2 separate regions of the Gossypium hirsutum genome follow, and region 2 is linked to region 1. Evidence: chromatin contacts called from public Hi-C data. All regions are on one chromosome and are shown on one strand. The core of a region is the stretch at or near the end of the contact, and the rest is flanking DNA. Distances in the headings are between cores, read along the strand shown. Region 1 holds the start of LOC107945642 (F-box protein PP2-A13). Region 2 holds the start of LOC107945649 (BON1-associated protein 2).

Region 1 (3,754 bases), core at 785-3,284:
GATTAATGCACAAGTGGAAATTAATTATAAAAGAAAAAAGCAAAAGTAAAAATAATTGGGATTAATTATTAATAAACTAATTCAAAAGCATCCTAATCAAATAATTCATTGAAAAAGAAAATCACTCAATTATTAAAATCAACTATCTTTCCCAACTCTTAAGTAGGATGATAATTACATTTCAACGTATTTAAACCCGTGCTCTCCTACACTAACAAAAACACCGAGATACTAATTGAGCTAAAACTCAATCTAACAATCAAACAATTAATTTAATAAATTAAATAACCTAAAATATTTATAAACAAAGGAAATTAAATTCTCACTTATTTCAACAAAAAAAAAAGGAAGGTCCAATCCGATAAGGGCTAGAATAAATTAGTGTCAAATGACCCATCATTGTTTTTAGCTGTCAATCATATAATTGATTTATAAATCGGATAAACTATAAAAATAGTCACTTTTGTTTACCTCAAATTACATTTTAGTTATTTATGTTTAAAATATTACGTTTTAGTCACTTACGTTATCGTTTTGTTTTGAAGTGATCACTCTATCGTTAAGCTCCGTTACCCCCTAACGACAATCCTACGTGGCAGTCCACATGAGTTTTAAATGCTAACTTGGATGTCCAACTGGGATGAGAATAGTTTTTTCAATCAAAATGAAAAAGAAAACTAAAAGAAAAAGGAGACGAACGATTTTTCTCTTCCAGTTCAAGGTGTAATTAATTTAAAAATTTCCAGTTCAAGTTGACATTTAAAATCCATTTAAACTGTCACGTAGGGTTGACGTTAGGGAGGTAATAAATATTAATGGCAGAGTGACCACCTTATAACAAAACGATAACATAAGTGACTAAAATGTAACATTTTAAACATAAATGACTAAAATATAATCTGAGGCAAACAAAATCAACTATTTTTATAATTCACCCTTATAAATTTTACAAGAGAAAGAAAGAAAATGTGAAAGAGAAAAACGAACTCTAACACTACGTGAAATCAATGATAATTTTTGAATCACTAATTTCTTAAGCGTAATTGATTAAATAAAAATTTAAAATAGATTAAATATTTAAAAATTGTATAAAAATAATTTTCTTTAACATTTGCTTTACAATAATTGGGTTAAGATAACATTGGGTCAATATGAGTCAACTATTTCTTTAAAAACAATTTATCAATCGATTTGATTTGGATTATTTCATATTAAGTTGCTTTTAGATTAGGTAATTTTAGGTTCAAATTCAAGTCATTTTCTAGTTCAAGATATTGACTTCACTCGTCCAATCATACTAGATTGAACTCAACTTTGAGTGAATCAGATTAAAATTCTTTTTCCCAAAAGTTTACAAGCACAAAACCATTAAAGTATAAGTATAAATACATATTTGAGTAATTATTTTATGTAGAATCAAACTGTTATAGCACAAATAGAATAAAAACTAGAATAAAGAATTAAATTATTACAGTACAAATAAAAAAAAGACAAAAAAGAAATTGTTTAAGAGGGTCGAGATAATGTTATAAAATTTGAAGAGGCCAAAACTAAAAATCTTGTACTAAAAAAACACTTACATTAAATTTTTAATTTTTCAAAAAGATTAAAATTATAATCCTTTTATTCAATCAAAGATTAAAAATAATTAAATTGAATTTTTTAATTTTGAGAAAGGTCTATAAGACAATTTCACATTTATCCCAAGGAGACCACGACTCGTACTTGTCCTTTTACACAAACTAATATCTGAATCAATGCATATAATAAATTAACTAACTGAACAAAAACTCACACATAATAACTTTGAATACTTCATTTTAATTTAATTGCACATTATAAATCTGAAACCCGAATATTATAAACCAAGCCTTCCTCCATTGTTAACCAAGCCAAAATTTCTTTAACAATATTAAATTTTAAATTCAAATTAAAAGTGATAATATTCATAGCCGACACTAATCCGAAATACTACCATTAAGGCAAGTTGTACTAACCCTATTTAGAACAAGACATCATTATAAGTACGCCTTACCTGGGACTTATCAAAAAACATCTCACTTTTAAAAATGTTTGATAGAAGTGGATAAGATCCTCCATTAATCCTACTCTCTTCCACCTCCTCAAAAACTATCCATAAATGCTCTCAAGTCCCTTCATTCAGAAACTTCCCTTTTGTCTCATCTTCTTCACCAAAAACCCATCATATTTTTGGCCTTAAATGGGTGCCAACATATCTGGTGGTGGTTCAATTGACGGCGATGCAACCGGTCCTCCATTAAGGCCAAGACTCGATGACATACCAGAGAGCTGCGCCGCCTTAATTTTAGCAAGGTTAAACCCACCGGAGATTTGTAACTTGGCACGTTTGAACAGGTCTTTTCGTAGTGCTTCATTGGCTGATTTCATATGGGAATCGAAATTGCCATCAAATTATAAGTTGATTGTGGAAAAATTGTTTGTTGAAGAAGATAGAGATTTGATGAATTTGAAGAAGAAAGATGTTTATGCTAGGTTGACCAAGCCTATCCCTTTTGATGGTGGCACAAAGGTTTAAACATTCTTCCTTTTATCTCCATTTTTCAAGGTTATTGGCTGGATGAACCAGTTGAACCGAACGGGTATTGAGATAGAGAAAAGGAAAAAATAAATTGATCTGATTGAACTTATGGATCGATTAGATCGTGAACCATTAGCCTGATCGGTTGGACTTTTAATCCTGCCATGTTTACGGTGGGATTTGAGCTTGTAATGATCTAACAATGGTGGGTTTTTTTCTTTGGGTATTTGCAGGAGATATGGTTGGATAAGAACACAGGTGGGGTTTGTTTATCAATGTCTTCTAAGGCGTTGACAATTACAGGGATTGATGATCGGAGATATTGGAACCATATTTCCACCGAGGAATCTAGGTGTGTTTATCATTCAACTATTGTTCTTGTTCTATGTTTTTCTTTTGGGATAATTCCAACAAGGGTTCGTAAACAATGGCCTTGGTTCTAAATTGGTCCTAAACATCGTCTTGAAAGTATCAATTTTGGATCTGTATGATCCTTCCATCAGCTTCTCCTTCAGTTTAGGTGTTGATTATCAGTCAGATTTCATGCGGAGCATTTTTAAAATATGTGATCAAATTGTAAATATAGGTGTACTTTTATGTAGTAGGCACACGATGTTGCAATTTAACTACATGTTTTATGTATGCTTCAAGCTAAATCTGAATACTTAGAGGACTCAATTAGAATATAGCAGGGATGAGTGTAGAAAAATATCTTTTGAGGGTAAAATCAAATTATAAATTTTTTAGGCGAATATGAAAATTTACCACGGTATACTTTAAAAATTTGTAACCTCTAAAGGGACCTTATAACAAATTTTATTAGTTTTGGGGACCTTATAACAATTTTACCAGTTTCTGGGGATTTAATCGTTTTTCTGTTTGGTCATATTTCTAGCTCAAATCCTTCCCTTTAATTTGGTCTTCACTTGCAGCTATCGAACAGTAGCCTACCTCCAACAAACATGGTGGTTCGAAGCCGACGGAGAGCTCGAGTTTCAATTCCCCGCCGGGACATATTCCCTATTCTTTAGACTCCACCTCGGGAAATCCTCAAAAAGACTCGGCCGTCGGGTTTGCAACACCGAGCACGTCCACGGATGGGACATAAAACCGGTCCAATTCCAACTAACAACTTCGGACGGCCAACATGTCTTATCTCGGTGTTATTTAGACAATCCAGGGAGTTGGGTTCTC
Region 2 (3,627 bases), core at 471-2,970, 180 kb before region 1:
AATTACTTTAAAAAGTGACCTTACTTGTCACATTGAATTTAAAATTACTTTAACCATTGATATTTTAATATAAAATTTCTATTTCTCACTTTCCTTTTTATAATAATTGTTTTTATACGAGGTTGAGAATTGTTTATAATTTTTTTTAACTCATAAATAAGAGGATGATGCAAATCCTACATTAACAACAATGCCTATGTCAATCAAACTAAAACTCAATTAACCAATAACAATGTGAAATTAAATCAATTCCTTTTTGCAATTAAAATTAAATATTAAGAATAATTCACACAAAATTGAAAATATTTTTTAAATATGTTTTTTTCCAAGACTTTTCCGTGTAAGATTTAAGAAGGAATACGATTCAAATTTTACTTTTCAATACTTAATATTTTTTTTTGTTTTTTAATTTAAATTTAAAGAATTAAATATTTATTTAAGATATAATATCTAATAAATTCGTAATTCAAATTTCGAATATATAATTTTTATCTTCAATGGTAATTTTTTTCCTTAAAATAGGGTTAAAAGATAAGAAGATTTGTCTTTGGCAATATTTAAATAATATTAAATATTAAATTATGTAAAAAATATTAAATATTAAATATTAAATATTAAATTAAAGGTTGAATTTACGGCAGCACACGCCAATATTGAATGACCCAACTATGACACGCTCCCCTTCAAGACGTGCGCATTTTTATATGGGTTAATTCCATCATGATCCTTAAATTATGATCTTAATTTTAAATTGGTCCCAAAATTTGAAATATTCTGATAAAGTTCATATTAATCAAGTCCTTCTGCTAGTCTAGGTATCAACTTGAGAATTAAAGTCGGTTTGGATTTAATGTAAAGCATATTTAAATTATGTCGATAAGATTTTAAACATGTGTCCACCTATTGTATTAAGAAGTTTGAATCTAATGTGTTAAAATCATAAGGGCCATCTTTTTATTTTTAATGTTTAATCCAAATTGTCCATGCAATATGGATATACATGTTTTAAATATGCTCCATGTTAGATCCAAGCCAATATTTAACTCCTAAGCTTACAATTAAGTTCCTAGAAGGCTTTTATTGAGTGGTTTTCGACTCATTCACACAGAGTCGACAAATCCCTCAACAAGTGTGGTATTATTCCAAGTCAGGATTTTATCCCCCGATTCTGTTGAAAGCCGCACAGAGTTCATGTAGTGAGAATGCCTCGTTGAATTGAGCCATTCATGACACACGACCACTACCAAGGAAATAGTGCCCATTTTCCATTGATAGAGTTTGAACCCCAGCCCTAAATGGCATTTAAGGGCACATATGCTACCACTTCTTCTGGTTAGATCAACTGGTACCATCCCTTTCTCACAATGACATATATGCCATAAGTCAGGGGTACCCTACTAATGTCCATCCCCACAAAGCATTCTCGCTTTATGAACTCGTGTTCCAAGCAACCTTTTCAGACACTCAGGCTCTCTGTAGAATTAGAGAACAAAATCCCAACTCAACCCAAGGACAATACCAACCTGTTGAAGGGTTTATCACTTCCAAATGGGCAACATTTTGAAGACTTATCTTAAAGGGGTCAACGTTTTGTAGATTAAAGATCAATTTAGAATCAGAGATATAGTTTAGGGATGTCTAGTAAAATTAACCCTTACTCTCTTTTTTTAAGTCTAAATTGGTTGTAAAATATTACGGTCTGACTTGAACCACCCTCTCTCTTTCCACTGCCTTTCATATCTTCTTCCTCTGTATACATATATATATACACACACATATATGTATGTAACTCTGTCAAAGCTTCAAATCAGCCATAGCCTCTCATAATTTCCAATAAAACCCAATACTTAGAAACCTTTTTATTTTCAATCTTCATTATCAATGGAGACCAAGTCTCGCACTCTAGAGATCACAGTTTTATCAGCAGAAGACCTGAGAATCGACAACAAACCGGTGAAAAAGAACGCGTACGTCGTCGTTTCTGTCGACCCTTTCAACAACAAGGCGACCAAGGTCGACGGAGAAGGAGGTAGCTATCCTTCGTGGAACGACAAGCTGGTGGTGGAAATACCGTCACAGACGCGGTTTGTAACCCTCCTAGTCAAATGCAAGGGGTCCAGAGGAGAAAAAACGGTGGGGTTAGCAAGGATACCGGTGACGGATTTCGTCGGAGGGTATTCGCCGGCGGCTTGTTTGCAGTTCTTGAGTTACCGGTTAAGGGATCCCAAGGGATTGAAGAATGGGATTATTAATGTTTCGTTGAGAGTGAAAGAGCCATTGCAGGATTGTTCTTCACAGGCTGCTGGTGGTGGTGGTAATGCGGCGGCGATAGGGATGGGAATTCCCATTGATGGACGAAGAGATTATGGTGTGGTTACTGGGATTCCAATATGGACGGGTTATCCATCTAATTCGTTGTATTAAATGATCGATAGTTGTAGTGATTCAATTCAAGTTGTACAAAAAGTACACAAACATATTCCAACAATTTTGTTTAATCCAATAAAAAAAAATCAATTAATTCTCTTAATTCAATTTTGAAAGGTTAAATCATGGATTGTCATCCAATGTAATAAAAAATAGAAGAGTTTAATTAATTTTTTTTGAGTTGACTATAAGATTCAATTCGGTGTGAATTAAATCGAGGGACCTTTTTAAAATTTACTAATATTTTAAGTTTGGGAGTTTAAGTCTATTTAGTCGAGTATTTTTTTTATTTGGACCATTTTTTATTCGAATTAAGTGAGTTTTAGTTATTAACTTTTTTATGATCAAATTATATTTAATTAATTTAAAATTTGTGTTAATTGAGTTGAGGTTTTGGATTCTGAGTATAATATTAATTGGTTGTATTTGTAGAAGCCAAGATTAAACTAGTTTAAAGATATATGTCTATATATAAACTCTGTGCACCAATGATTTAGACTCGGTTTGTCATTAAATTTATTTTAGTTAAATATTGCTATTAATTTATGTAAATTATGAAATATAGTTTATGTATTTTGATTTGGTGAGCATAAAGATAATTAAGTAGTTTTTGCCATTTAATTCGCAATAACATTTTTTTTTCGATAATTAAGTAGTTAGGGGTTGGAGGGGTCTCCCCTAAAATGAAAAAAAAAATTCATTTAGACTCTTTAAAATTTTAAAATTAATAAAAATAAAATTACACTTTGACCCTAGAGGTGTTCATGGGGTGGGCCAGGCCAGGTTTGGATAAAATTTTAGGCCCAAACCCAAAAAATGGGCCTAAAATTTTACCTAAGCACGACCCAGATAAAAATGCTAAAACTCGAGCCTGACCTGACTCAGATAAAAATACATTAGAAATGCTAAAAAATTAAAACAAATATTTCTCAACAAATTAAAATAAATTTTAAAAAATATGTATACTTAATTAACACTAAGATAGATGCAACTTAATAAGCAAATGCCTCTAAAATAATAACAAAATTAACAATAAAACAAACGTTATACAATATTCGAACAATAACGACAAAATAGTAGCAACATAATAGTAAAATGGTAGCAAAATAAGGAGAAAACAACAAGAAAATGGCATTAAAACAACAAAAAAATAGTAGATTTTTTTATCCTTTTATAAATTCGGATCGAGCCCGGACAAAA

Evidence for each region. Hi-C and Micro-C count contacts between places; a contact is called where the count stands out from the background.
Region 2: a Hi-C map of leaf shows a contact between it and region 1, with 2.6 times the contacts expected there. The contact joins the promoter of LOC107945649 here to the promoter of LOC107945642 in region 1. A contact is called at or near these places in 2 of 34 Hi-C or Micro-C datasets (both in leaf).

Annotation. Positions count from the first base shown.
Region 1 is chrD12:39,596,717-39,600,470 of Gossypium_hirsutum_v2.1, reverse strand. LOC107945642 (F-box protein PP2-A13) reads left to right here and starts at 2,034. Exons shown (of 3, transcript XM_016879724.2): 1 at 2,034-2,551; 2 at 2,794-2,912; 3 at 3,493-3,754. The coding sequence starts at 2,222.
Region 2 is chrD12:39,774,598-39,778,224 of Gossypium_hirsutum_v2.1, reverse strand. LOC107945649 (BON1-associated protein 2) reads left to right here and starts at 1,720. Exons shown (of 1, transcript XM_016879730.2): 1 at 1,720-2,530. The coding sequence starts at 1,882. The coding sequence ends at 2,424.